Regions from separate parts of the Anas platyrhynchos genome. Here region 1 is linked to region 2. Evidence: chromatin contacts called from public Hi-C data. All regions are on one chromosome and are shown on one strand. The core of a region is the stretch at or near the end of the contact, and the rest is flanking DNA. Distances in the headings are between cores, read along the strand shown. Region 1 overlaps LOC106015329 (a long non-coding RNA gene). Region 2 overlaps EEPD1 (endonuclease/exonuclease/phosphatase family domain containing 1).

Evidence for each region. A called contact is a pair of places that touch in the nucleus more often than the background predicts.
Region 1: a Hi-C map of skeletal muscle shows a contact between it and region 2, with 1.8 times the contacts expected there. The contact joins two enhancer-like sites. A contact is called at or near these places in 2 of 8 Hi-C or Micro-C datasets (skeletal muscle and subcutaneous adipose tissue).

Annotation. Positions count from the first base shown.
Region 1 is chr2:97,212,889-97,220,136 of IASCAAS_PekinDuck_T2T, reverse strand. It overlaps LOC106015329 (a long non-coding RNA gene), which reads left to right. Exons shown (of 5, transcript XR_011806822.1): 2 at 3,502-3,640; 3 at 6,671-6,784; 4 at 7,092-7,168. Among named protein-coding and RNA genes, the nearest start is that of HERPUD2, 16 kb to the left of the region's middle. Within about 2 kb of position 2,941, at least 1 of the 8 cell types and tissues checked has an H3K27ac peak or open chromatin away from gene starts, as enhancers often do.
Region 2 is chr2:97,012,780-97,019,889 of IASCAAS_PekinDuck_T2T, reverse strand. EEPD1 (endonuclease/exonuclease/phosphatase family domain containing 1) reads left to right here. Exons shown (of 7, transcript XM_038174923.2): 3 at 4,223-4,333; 4 at 6,759-6,893. Among named protein-coding and RNA genes, the nearest start is that of MATCAP2, 45 kb to the right of the region's middle. Within about 2 kb of position 4,274, at least 1 of the 8 cell types and tissues checked has an H3K27ac peak or open chromatin away from gene starts, as enhancers often do.

The sequences.
Region 1 (7,248 bases), core at 1,692-4,191, 200 kb before region 2:
AATCTTTCCCCAGGACAAACGGAGACCAGGAAAGATAAAAGACTATAAAAATGTGTTACCCATTTTAGCAGATGCCAAGGAAAATTCTGCATGATAGTAGGAATATTGACCATAGTCAGGACGAATCTTAAAGCCATTACTGCTGTGCAGAATGATGCACTAGCAGACGCGTGCTGTGAATCGGAACATACCAGATGCTTGTTCAGATGCGTCTTTGTAAAAATGAAGTCTAGCACAGTGAATTTTACAGCTTCAGCTTCTCAGAAGAGCATGCTTTGAACTACTGCCCATAAATATTTGGTGGTTACTCTTGCAACTCTTCTTATTTCCTGGCAGGAGACCTAAGTATGGGATGGTGTTCCTTGAGTCTGTTCAAGTCCAGCATCAGAGGAGACTTCTGCCTGATTTATGCCAGCCCAGTGGTAGAACACATTTTTTTTTTGGATGAGGCAAGCATTAAGGACTTGTGAGTGGCAAAGGGTTGGACCAGGTGGAAACAGGCAGGCCTGCAGCCCTGCAGAGGATACACACAGCCTGAGCAGAAGGGAAGCAAAAGCTAGGGATGGGCAGAAAACCAATAGTGCCAAGACCTAGTGCTTTAACATCACATGAGTAACATCTAGTAATTTTCACTTAGCTATACGTGCTTATGACTGAATCACATAAAAATTTTGCCAAAGCCTCGTGTCCTTTAATGCACTTTTGCAGTGGAGAGTTTCCACTTCAGAAAAGCCAACATGGTGCAACTAATTTTTTTCTTAACTGCAAATAGAACTAAACTTTTTTTAGTGTATGCTGTAGTTTCCAGAATGATGGTTATAACCTATCATATATTCCAACTTTAATGATAACTCAGGAGGTAGAAAAGCCATACCCACTTCTCCATCCAGAAGGATGAAGATTCAACTGTCTCATTCCTCACCGAGTCATCTGCCCAACAACTTATAGTTCATTCACCCCACAAACATGACAAGAGTCAATCCCCACAAGTTAAATGAACCACATCCTCTGTGAATATACCGGCCCCCAGCCATCTGCAGAAAGCCTGAGAAAACAGAGGCGGTAGCGTAACCCAGAAGGTCAGTGAACTGATGCTGTCGGACCCGCACTGCTTTGGAGTCAGAGGGAAAAGAAAGGACCTCCAGGCTGTGAGCTTTATGGGGCAGTTACTTTTCTAGCTATAGCTGTACATTCAGCCTAAAGGTGATTCAGGGCTATGTTAAGTCTTCAGCTTTTCACACTTATTTGATATTTCCTAATTACGATTCCACTCAGTGACAGGCAGATTGAAATTCCTATGATCCCTGTTGTAGTTGTTTTGCAGGCTTCCTTTATCTGCATAAACATTTCCTGTCCTGCTTTCTCATCCTCCCCCAGTGCCCTATAATGGCTTCCTATTACATCTTTTTTACCATTTCTTTCACTCGGGTCCAAATTATTTTTCACTGGTGACAGCTCTGCCTGTGATATTTCTTGCTTTAGAAATACGTCACAGCTTCTCACCAAGTGAAGAGGCTTTCTGTGTGCTAACAAATGTTTTAGGGAAAAAAAAAAAAAAAGAAAAAGAAAAAAAGTGTAGTTTGATGTTTAAAATTCTTGACTGCATCTGAATTTGACCAGAGCTCGAGTGCATCTGGGTCATTGTATTCTTTTGGTGGCACCGCTCTCCTCTGCATGCTCACAACACAGTGTTCTTGTTGCACAGGAGATCCTCCGAACATTAAAATAAACTTTCTTTTATCACTACGTTTTCCCAGAAGACTGCTATGCTGGCATTTCAACCCTGTTGCAAGAGTTGTTCTTTACATACAAGTTATACATCACACCCTTTTGTAATAGATGTATGCGACTCTTTTTTACAGCTGAGTAGGTTATTATATGTGCAACACCCTTGGTGTGCTTTCGATACTGTGTAGGTGCTATAATGCTCTGGGCTTTATACTTCATGCTATAATGGTTGGTCTGCACAGCACAGTACAGAGAGCTAGGTATAAAAATTCAGGTGGAGCAGCGAGCACGCTATGGAGCTTGCAGCCTGGCTGCGAAAGTTACAGACCATGCAGCAAAACCCAAGGGAAAGACCAAGGCCATATAGTGCCAGCCTGAAAGTCAGATCACTACTGTCAAGTCAGAGTCAAGCCAAAAAAAAAAAAAAAAAGGAAAGGAGTGTTAGGAAGGAAAGTCTGTGTTATGGGGAGTAGAGGAGGCAGTGTGTCTTGAGGAAGTCCTGGGAAACAAGCCTGAGTGATGTTTGTCCGCAGCCTCATTGCTGTGCTCTAACCCAAAAGCATGCCTACCATGACAGCTGCATTCATTCAGCTCTGCTCCCTCTCCCTAGTGGCCTTAAAACTGTATCAGTCACTTTTACAGGCTTTGCTTTGCATTATCTTCCTCTCCAGACATAACATCTATGTATATTCCCTAGCTACCACCACTGGTCCTGTCTTCCTTGTCAGCTCTCCCAGCCTTCTGTTTTTTCTGTGCCTTCCATCTCGGGTGTTATAGCCTCCTGCATTTAATCTGCAGCACGTTTTGCTGCCAGTCACCTAAACCATACCTCCACCCCAGCCAAAGGGGTTCTCCCAGTAACATTAAAGGTGACTCGGGTTCTCTTTTATGCTTTTTGCTGCAAAAAAAATTTGAAGCCTGGTCATTTTGAGCTTCCTTGAAGGCCTTTCATGAAATACTGGTTTGCAGCATGTAACTGCATCCACCTTCTCTGCAATGGTGAGGGGCTGCATCCTATGCACCTGGCAGGTCTCAGTTCTTACGTAGAGATTTCATTAGTAAGCTCATCACTAATTCATACGCCTTCCTGTCATAACTGTCATTGTTGTGCATGGCCAACAAATAAAAGACAGAGTTTTCTGCATTGCTTCACTAAAACAAGGGCCAGTTATATCCCAGACAGGAGAGGAGAGAGGCTGGGGCCACCCTGTAACCCCTTTGCAGTATGCTGTATGTGATTTGAGAGGAGCCTGCTGAAAATATGGCTTCCAACAGTTCTGAGGACTGGATGGCTGTCATGCACCTACCACAGCTCTTCTCCTTAGAGGAATTAGCGGATATAATATAGTTAAAGTGGGGGATGAGGGTGATAGTTTAGCAGGCAGTATGTCACTGCTTCTGTTGAAGGAAGGCTCGAGTAAACAATATGCATTTTGCATCTTTTTTTTTTTTTTTTTAAATCAAGCAGTGATCTTCTGCTATTTTTTCTTTTTATTTCTTTGCCAGATGAATTTCTGTCACAAATGCATGTTCTTCACACGCATTCTCCTCCACTCATCTGAGTTTCATTTCAGTCGTGACCATTACTTCATCTCCTCTCAGCAAGTACCCTTGGAGTGGCAGGGAGGGAAATGCAGTCCTTAATGGGGCTGCAGCCTGTCCCGTGGAAGGCTGCACAGAGAAAGATCATTGTTCTGGCTGAGAGCAGCTACAGCATGTGGAGTCACTAAGCTGTGGGGAAATATTCCGATGCGGTCCCATTTGCCTTTGCAGCTCCAGAGATGCACGGCTGCACGGGGGACCGGGTAACACTTCTGAGCAGCTTTCTGGCCAGTTTAAAACGTAGAGCATCCCTATCTTCCACCTGGAAATAAAGAGCTGCGGGGATGGATGCCACGGTCCCAGGAAGGAGGTTGGTAAGATGGGAGTTGTGTCAGATGGCTTTAAGGGTGTCCGAGCAGTGGTCAGCATGAAGCACGCCCTGAATGCTGATACCCATGGTAGTCTCTCATCCATAATCTCTCCTTAGCAACTGATGGAAGGAGGGGAAAGTCGTGATTTCCTAAACGGGCTGTACCATCTGTCAGCGCTACTCATCCTTTCTTCAAACTTATTTTGAGTTAGCTTTTTCTCTCCTTCTGACATTCGCTCTTCCCAGGCTTGGCTATAGCCTGGTGAGTGTGCTGTTCAGTACAAATCATCAGGCGCATGTAGCTGTTCACCTCTGAGGTCTGAGGTATCTCATCAAGTGACATCCCACCAACACCAGTATTGACAACTGGCTTTCCATGAGGGGACGTGGAGCAAGTCGGATAACCACTGTGGCCCTCTCCGATGTTTCTGCAGGGAGTGCAGATAGTTTTCATCTTCAGAATGACCCCACTGATCCCTGAGAGCTTCTGTGGAAAAGCAGCAATATCCTAAATTCATTTGTGTCAAAAGCTGCTGATAGACCTCACAGACTTTTACCAGAGGTAACAGGATCATATTCCACAATGGCCTTCAACCATGCTAAGAAAAAATTGGATTCTTGTGAATGGGGGGGAATTACTAAAACTGGATTATTCATATTTTTTTCTTACTCAAAAAAAGAAGTGATTATACAACGCAACAAATATGATTCTTTTATATTTAAATGTGATTCATTTATTGAATAACATCTGGATTACGTCTGTGTGAAGAAATTATGCATTTGTGTTTTTTTTTTTTATCCCATGCCCGTTTTATTAATTTTTCTTATGCATATATTTTTTTTTTGGCTCTTTATTTTCCTTTTGCTGTCAGTAGGGCGTTATTTTAAAGTTTTAGTTTTTGGAATTCCTCTCTCTTCAACAGCGCAGTAACCCTCAAGAGGTTAAAATGACATCCTCATACAATCAGCATACTAGACCCAGCCAACCAAAGCAAAGCAGTGTGCAGATTCAGGACAGAAATAAAATATGCAGCAAGCTCCCGAGGAAAAGAATAAAGAAGTTAGTATGGCAAACAGTGAGAAACTAAACAAACACATTCAAAACACAGCCCACGAGGGAAGCAAACATGCACCGAGTATAATGAGGAAGGAAAAGTCAGGCTAGGGCCATCCCTCACTTGTTGGCAACACATGAAGAGAGTCAGCAAATGCAAACTGCATGCTTTTCTCCAGAAGGAAAGGCTTGATTTTCAGAAGCACTTCTGAGGACAATTTTCTGCTTCCCGCTAGGAAGAAGATCACTTTTTCAAGGTCAGCCTCTGCAGAAAGTCAAGGCGAGTACTGGAGTGTTGGTTTAGTGCTGTGTTTTCTGAGGAAAAAAATTATTCCCACTAACTGGGGGTAATTAGAAAGGAAGAAAGCATTACAAATTACCCGTGGAACTTACTTAGAAACTTATCTTTAGCATTGTATTATGTGCCGGCAGCAATAAAGCGGAAGAAACTCAGTGCTGGTGGTTCAAGAGGGGAAAGCTGGAACAGGAAATGTCAGGAACAGCTAATGTGGTGTGCAGCCAGTCAAAGCACAAATCCCAATACATGGATGTTATAGATGTATCTGGAGCAACACATACACATGTACATACATGCATATGTATGTGCATACCTCTGCTATGTAGAATCATAGGCAAGAGGCAGGAAGACAGGAGAAGAGAGCATCCTAAGTGCTCCGGTCCCCTGTTCACACATTAGACTTCTTTTAGCCCACCCACACAAAGCCCTTTTTGTCTGTGTTGCTACTTTCGAAAAATCTGACGATGCGTCCTGGCACATGGGAAAAAGCTAGTGGTTTGCTAAAGCTCTTAGGGGGTTGGTCTGCTTTTTTAATCCATTGTTAGATGTGCTCAGAGGCTGGGAAAATAAACATATTTTTTATATATTTTTCAAATTGCAATCAAAATAAATAAATAGCAAAAAGGAACTCACTGGCAAATGTACATTATCTATGTGCTGTTACAGTTCTGCTAGCAAGCAGAGTTTTTCAGAGGGGAGCAGCCAAGACTAAGGGCTTAAAAGAACAAAGCAGCAGAAATAAGAGAGAAGGGAGCTCCAGCCAATGCCTCCAGCTCAAGCATCTAATTCATACAGAATCTTTCATACAGAATCACAGAAGGGCTGAGGTTCCTAGGAGAGATGCTCCAGTCCATTGAGCATCTCAGCGACCCTCCATACAACTCTCCCCAGTATGTCCAGGTCTCTCTTGTACTGGGGGTCCCAGAATTGGACCCAGTTCTCCAGGTGCGGCCTCAGCAATGTTGAGGCAGCAGTGACGTATTCTGTGCTTGAGTAAGTCTTTCATATTTCTCTCTGACACATGGAACAACCAAACATTTTACAGATTTGTCATTTAAAGGGTAACAAATGACAATATATATTTCTTGATCTATATCCCATAAAGGAGAAGGTATTCAGAACAGGGGACTGAATGAGCCTATTGCTTCACATCACTTTCAATTCTATAATTTTTACAGCCAGAATAACTTAATGGGAAAGCGACACAGGTCATCAACACACACACACACACAAATCTGAATGTCAAGCAGTAAGAAAAAAATAAGTAAATTGGTGATTGTAATATTATAGGGAGAATCAGAGGCTTGCACTTCCTGAAGCAAATGCTGTCAGCAACCAGGTCTCACAGCATTTGAACCAGGGGAACTGCCAATGCAAATGAAGCAAAGTGAAGTGAAGTTCAAGTAAAGACCTATTGTTGAGGGGTGGAAAGGTTTAAGCACAGCAAACGTCTCAGCTTGACAATGTAAATTCCTCAAAGACTCGAACAGAAAGGGGCAATTACTGCTTTATGTTCCAGTTCTAATCTGAAATTATAGGATAGATTTCTAATGAGGGGGAACATTGCTGGAGACAGCTGTGGTGGATGGAGGGGAACATTGCTGTAATTACAGGTCCTTATGCATCGGTGTCAGAAGTTCCCAAGCACCAAACACTTCCATAATGTTTGTTTTTGCAGAATCAAACAAATCTCCCAATTTGCAATGGAATGGAAACACTCAAGTATGTGAGCACTTCAACCAGATGGCGGCACAGGCTGGGGCAGGGTAGGAGCTGGACTAAGTGGGCAGAGGTAAGGCAGCACACTGAAACCCTAACTCAGGCTGGGGCTGCAATAATGGTGGTCAACCAGAGCCAGTATGGCAGTGGTAATTGAGGGAGAGAAAACAAATAAAGTAAATGGGGGGACAAAGTTTTAGGCAGACCGTCTGATATGGAAGAGTCCAGAACAAACTCATTTCCTCCTTGCAAGATTACTGCTAGCAGCAAGGGCGTTGAATGTTTCATGCACTTCCTTATTACGCAGCATATGTTACTAGAAAGACCAAGAAAATGACTTTTGATTTAACTTTTTTTTTTTTCCTTTGTGAGCTATACAGTCAGTGACACTGGTTTACAACATGTGGCCTACAGACTTCTAGGGATCCACGGAGGACTTCCAAGGGCTGCAGAAGAGGTAACTAAGGAAGAAGCCATTATCTTGCCCTTATCCAATGGCCTGCATCCCTCTTGCAAAGTTTATAGGGATATATAAGC
Region 2 (7,110 bases), core at 3,025-5,524:
ATTGTGCCACAATAACAGGCTCACACTGGAAGCTCCTCCTTACAGTTCCTTCTTGCCTCGCTCTCTTTACAGCCTGTGCTCTGACTGCAGGTCTGAAATTAAAATATCTACAGACGAGGCTGATAAGAAATGCACAATTACATCTAGCCTTATTAGGCCCTAAGGCATTGTTTTCCTGGGTCACCTTGATCTCCTAAGTGTGTAAAGGAGTAGTGAGTGCGTCCTCTTTTCAGGCAAGGGATGCTCACCTCAAAGGAGGTCCCCATCTCAGTGTGGTCCCCAGCCCTTGTACTGTAGGAGTTACACCTGATGGGGCAAGCTGTGTGCATGGAGTGGTGTGCCTGTCGGGCCTACTCTGCCTGATTTTGGAGTGGCTGCACAAACAGCACCTCAAAAGCAAGTAAAGATTACCCAGGGCACCCTGAACCTGTCCAAGACACAGTGCCTTCCCTCTCCTGTTCCTACTCTAATGTGTGTTTCCTCAGCTTCTTCCAGCTGCCCGGTGTAAGCTCGTTCCTGTACCTGTCTGCTTCTGGAGTGGCCAGGAGCAGTCAGCATGGGCTCCTTATCAGGGGAAACAGAGCAGTTCCGTCTTTGGATCCTCCCTTTGTGGGTGAATGATGGGTTGAAGACGAACAGAGGCCGTGGGGCTTGCCCCAGTTCTGGGAGTGGTGGCTCTTGACTCCTCGCATTTCACATGCTGGTAGCAGGCAGGTGGCTGTCACAGGGGGTCACTTTTCAGGGGCAGACAGCTTTTTACCTAGAGTGTGACTGGAGCCTGTGTGCTGCTGCATTCCCACACCCTGGATGCACTGCTTATCCAAAACCACTTAGCACTGAGCTGCAAGAGAGACCATGAAGGCATACATGTAGGTATGATACAGGGACAGTCTGTATAAAAGAGCCCTTGTGCTGTTGATATGGCAGTATCTATTTGAGTTTTGACTTGGTTATGTACAGGATTTAATAAAGAAAGACGATTTTGTTCAGGAAACTTGCAATCTGAAAGGCTCTTTAGAAAAAAAAAAAAAAAAGAAAGCTAGAACTTTATTCCTTATGAGGATTTTGGGGGAAAATGTTCTGACTGAGATTTTCATTTTGATTTTTCTTTACCACATGAGAAGAAGCTCCCCAGAAAGATTGATATAGATCTAACTTTGCGAAAGAAGAAAGGGTGTTTTTTCACGCCCAATGTAGGCCATGAGCTTGTCTGTAGATTTTTACTGTACAAGGGAAGCTGTAATTGTGTTTGCTCTTGGGCTTTGTGGGCAGAACAATGTGATTTAAGAAATGCCCTTCTCACTTCAGCAGAGAATGTGACCTAAGCAAGTATTCTGCAAGAGCTTCAAAATCTGTGTGCCTGTAAGCCCTGAAAAACGGGCACAAATTAAAGTCAGCTGCTGTAGGGGATGCTCTCAGTTGCTAAAACTGTACCCAGAGCAGGCTGATGCCTTTTTCTGAACAAACCATATAATTTTATTTGTCATCTTTTTCTTTGAGCAAAGTTAAATCAGGGCCTTAAGGAAATCAATTTGGAGGAAATATTCAAACTAGTTGATTGCAGATGCTCTTTTTAATAAAGCGGTGGTTTCTGTAGTATTTATTCAGCCCTGCTATATCCTTTGTGCTGTCCACTAGGCAGCTGCAACCTGGAGATAAGTTAACTCTTTTGTTGGTTTACAGTAAAACTCCTAACTTCATTTTTTTCCCCCGTGGTTGCTGATTTATGTTATTTAAATGTTAGAAAACTCATTCAGCAAATGCATGCAGTTTAAAGGCAGCAGAACAACATCAGGAATGATAATTATTACTGCTGTGACTTACTATGTGTGTGTGTTATGATTTCACCTAGCCTTCAGTCCAGAGCAGAGCTCCGTTCTCAGGCTGTGCAAATGCTCTGTGTGCCTCGTTGTTTAATAAACCAGCACAGCCCTAGCACTGCTTGAAGCTATATAACGACCAGTGATGCAGTACACACAGCATCTTGAATAAGAAGTTCCAGCAAATCTCTACATTTCAGAAAAGTTTCTTAAAGGATCTTAACGGATGTGCCAGACATTTTCTCTTTTGAGTGTGAATGCCTCTTGGCTTTCCAAGACAAGAAAGATTGCTTTTTGCGTTGTGTGTACTTTAGAGGTAAATGCTTACAGCTTCAGCATCCAGGGTACTGAACTTACAGACAAGGCAGTTAGTAAAAGAGCAGGTTTTGATTTTTCTTTTTGAAACAAAAGATGAAATAGACATGTGAATAAGAACAAGTGGTAAGTTGGAAAGGGGGTAGCCATTCCCCGTTCCAGTAAGGAGAACAGCTGTCCCATCCTTTGCTGATACCCACATCAGAAACGTTTATATCCATGCAGATTTGCACCACAACTGTTCAAACTGTGTTTGGCCAGAAGCATGACCCACCACAGAGAACCATCACTGAGGTTATTGTGTTCCTTGAAATCCTTCTTTGTTAAATCGCTATTTCTGTTGGGCTGACATTTGGGTTACAAGCTTTTGTCTGAAGATGTTTTTTCACTGCGAAAACCTCTGTTTCAGTGCAGCTCTTCCAGTGTCAGATAAATTAAAGAAAAAAAAAAAAAGAAAGAAAGAAAATGCACATTGAAAGTCTCTTACTGTTTCACAGTGATTACTTTTTAATAGCTTCTTTCCCCGAAGCCACAGCTGCTGTGTGCATGCACTTCTACACAGCCAGGGTGTGCTGATGCCTGGTGTCCCTGCCAGCATCCAGCTGGGGTCTGTCTTGACCTGACAGTAGCTTTGCAGAGGGCTCAAACTCCTCCTATTAAGCTTTATTCTGAACCCCCTGGCAAAAAGTATTTCATAGCATCTGCATAAAGGGGATCCAGGTTTTCCAAGGCATAGTCTTTTTTGTTGTTGTTGTTAAATTGTTATTTCCAAATTTTTGGAAATTGTTATCTCCAAATTTGTTAAATTGTTATTATCCAAGTGGATGTGGGGTCTTTTCCAGGGTGTCCACAGTCCCAGTACCCTTGATCTGTTGGATGTTACTGCACAGTCTTTATAGCTCTGACCATATGCCTGGCAGTGTGAATGTGTCCAAGTTCTGTGGCTGTACAGCAATGTCCAGGACAACCAGCATCTCTGGGGAGCCCCAGAAAGATCTGCTATGTGTGAAAATGTGCAGCCAAGCCCTTCCTGCACAGGGAGTCTCAGGCATCCATAAAGCATCTGTCATACCACAATACAGCTGCATATGGTGCATATGGTGGTATTACAGCATGTATATTGTATATGCATGGCTGCAAAATGCCACGTGAAGCAGCAGCATTTCTATTGCCAGCATCTCTGGAAAGGCTGGAAATGTTACGCACAGCTCCTGCAGTAGTTTACAGGGTTTGTGTCTGCTATGTGTTTTATGCTGGTAGTTTATTACTTGCCCATTGAAATGCAGATGTTGAAATGCGCCCTGTAGCACTGAGGTTCTCCTTCCTCTGATTTATCACCCCTTGCAGTACCCGCAACGTGCCCTCGGGCACATTGGCTTGTTTGAGGTTTCTTAGCCTGAGCTCTCAGCTTCCTCGACTTCACCACACCGACTCATTGCTTCTTTACAAACAGCTTTTGAACCGTAACCCCTCAAAATCAGTTTGTCAGCTGAGTACTGGCTGTTGGGTCTATCCTCCACCCTTCCTTCGGCTTCTTCCCCACGGCCGAGGGGAGAGCAGCCAGCCCTCCTACATAGGGGCTTCCTGCCCCTGACAGCCCCCCTGCTGCTCTCCCAGCGGCACTTTGTGGGAAAAGAGCCTAAGGGAGAGACTTAGGCACTTTTAGAATATGTTCTGCTTGCCATGTTTGTGCCATTTTAACCCAATCTCCAAATAGTGACGAGACCCTGGGACAGGTCCCAGACCACCTCCTGCGCAAACTTTCGGGGGGCAGAGGTTTTGTGTTCCTCATGTCTGCTCAGTGTGCTTTTGTGCTTTCTGGGTTAGCCGGCTTCCCCTTCCAGGGCTGGCCTAGGCTATTGTGCTGCTGAAAAATTTGAGCTTAAATTTTGTAGCTAGCATAAACTGGTGCAGCTTCCTTGACCTCAGATTTGTAGGTGGGCTTTCATTTAACATTTCAGTAGAGACGATAGCCTGTGTTTCACAGCATATCTTATCAATGCCTCTTTGCGTGCTTTTTGCAGGTTTTTTTAAAGCCCTAGGAAGCTTATCTTTTTTTTTTTTTTTCTCTCTCTCTCTCTCTCTAGTTTTGTATGGAGCTGAACCAGCCAACGCTGCCAAACATCCGCAAGTGGAAGGGCCCTAGAGGATGTTGGAAGGGTGTTGTTTCCGAAAAACCCTCAGGCCAGCTACATAAGGTACATTAATCCCTACGTTTGAACTTTTGCTTCAATTTTTTTTGCCTTTAACCAAGGACATATTCTTAATCTGTTTAAGGCAAAACATTTTGCAAATCCTTCTGGCAAGGTTTGCAGCTTTTTTTTTTTTTTAAAGCTGACTCTTCAAATGGCATTCGGTTTGACTGTGCTATTGATTATTTGGAAGAGTTGTTCTCCCCCGTCCGTGGCATACTTTTAAGGAGGAAGGTGTCCATGTGTTTAGGGGAGGTATGACAGATAAAAACAGTACAGAAATACAGAAAAAAGGCTACACTGTAGGACAAGGAAGGAGCCCATTGTTTTGCCCCTTACATGCTGCAGTACTTCTGATTTTTTTCTGCTGGTCAGCTGAGCTTGCTCTGTTATACAGCACTGGCTGGAATTTGGAAGAGCTTCCAGTTTTCCTAGTTTACAAACGAAGACCCTACAGAGGAGCTGCTCAGCATGCCGTCCTCGTCTGGCAGAGGAGCTTATCGTGCACATTCCCTAAAGTGCCATACAAGTATCTTTGAAATATGCCTTGGACTCTATTGAAAATCAGCAATTTCATCCAGATAGGGATGTAAGGATGAAGGACTCCCCAGATTATGGGAGAAATCTGTGGCCAAACTAAGAATAAAAATGTTACTTACTGACTCTCCCTTTTAGGTGCTTTTACAGAAGGGAAGTCTGGCTATGCTACAGCACCCTACACTAAGCCAAAAAGCCTTTTCTACCCCTTAGGTTAGTTGATGGGTTCGTTAGGTTTGAACATTGTGCACACAAACACAATGCAATGAAATAATGCAGTGGTACTCCGAATGTATAGCATCTTTGGCACAGAGCGATCTCAAGACACTCTGCAGGGCTAAATAAGGCAAAATAGTGGTTGGTGCATAGGTTTGTGCTCCCACTCATCCCAGTCATTTGGCCTTCTACCAAACACTGATATTGGCCACTGGGTTGATGGAAAATCTGGAGCTAGGGAATAGAGGGGGGCTGCTGACATCTGTTTTATTCTTCTACATCTTTTCTTGTAGCCTACTTGGTTTTCAGACATTAAAATACTGACAAAATTATTCCACCAGTTTCAAGTCTAAAACTGGCCAAATGGGCTACAGAAGGATTTTAGCCAACCTTAATACTTTCTTTCAAGGCTCAGTGGAAGACAGCAGAGCATATAATACTTGTTTTTTTGCAACTGAAATGGAAGACGTTTCCTTGAGATGAATTTAACTATGATTCACTAAGAGAAACAGGTTTGAATGATACCAAGGCAAATCCTGTCTGTGCGATGAGAGGGGAGGCTTGACAGGCTTTGAATTAGATACTGCTGCTGGTGTAATGAGTGCAGCTGGGAATGCCACGGTCCCAAGTAGTCTAAAAAAGCATGAAGGATGATAGACACCGGGATGAAAGGAGTGGAGAACTGAACATGAAGCACTTGAGCTACAAAAGAGAGAGAGAAGATTGACAGGGCTGAGAGGTCTAGACCAGATGTCGTGCCAAGAGGCTGAACGAGCCTGGATATTTTTAGCTCGTGCACGACAGAAGTCTGCAAGATCGCATATGGTGTGGAGAGAAGGAACGGGAAAAGATGGCTTGCAGCAGTGTGCCAGTGCTGGGAAGAGCCTGTCAGGGCAAACACCAGCCTCTGCACACCCCAGCTTCCCTTATGCTCTGCTTGTAAATGTCTGCCACTGGCAGAGATGGGATGCTGGAGACATAGGCTCCTGCTCAGGGTTAGGCAAAAAAAATATCCTTATTTTCTGATGGGCAACAAGCTATCTTATTATTGACCACACTGAGAAGAATCAGATTCCTTGCCAGAAACAGCAGGAAATGAAGGACATGTATCAGTCCATACATGCACACAGGAGGCTGCACCTTTATCTCTTGCTGCTGCAGCAGTCCTGAATGCACTCTACCTGTATAAGATAAAGCAGCTTATTAAATTGTTGGCTGGGGCACGCAGTGCTCAGGTTGCCTGGGTGTCTGATAGCCAGCATGCAAGTGCAAGTGGCAAAGCAATGTGCATTTCAACTCGGTGTGCTCGGCTTTCAGTGAAGCCATTGGGGCTGCCTGTTCCTCCCACACCTCCTGGGGGTTTTGGCCAGGGCAAAACACAGGAGCTTTTCCGCCAGTTCTTGTTATCTCCTACGGGTAATCTAGGGTGCTGTTTCTCCCTTACACCTGTGCACAGCAAGGTAGACTTCCTACCCTCAGCAGGTGCCAGGCCAGGATAGAAACTTTTTCCCACCTCTGCGTATTTTGGGAGTGATGTACACCACTCCAGTACCAACAGTGACACTGAAGTACTGAGACATTTGGGTGAAAGTTTCATCTAGGAGACTGCATTTGGGCAGAACATTTTGTTTTTACCATCTTTTTTTTTTTTTTTCCTGTTCTCTTGTTTTAATTGCAGGGAGTTGAATACTCTGGGTTCCTCTGGGATACGACAGCTGGCATTGAGCTGAAAGATGCCTCTTCTCAGGAGAATGTACAGACTAATGGCAATGGGAAGCATTTGTATCCTCACCCGTATCTTGCACGTTTCAAGGTAACTCATTTGTGCCAACAGACCCTTGCAGAGATGAGCTTTTATTTAAAAAAAAAAAAAAAAAGGACAAGAAGTTGGAAAGAGGCACAGTCTACTAATAGATAAAAACTTGCACAAGACTAATCCATTTCATCAGATCAACACTCTGTCATGGCTTGATTAAAATAAAGTGCTTAGTGGGCCTTGATAGGTAAGGTGGATCACCAGGATCATTCCT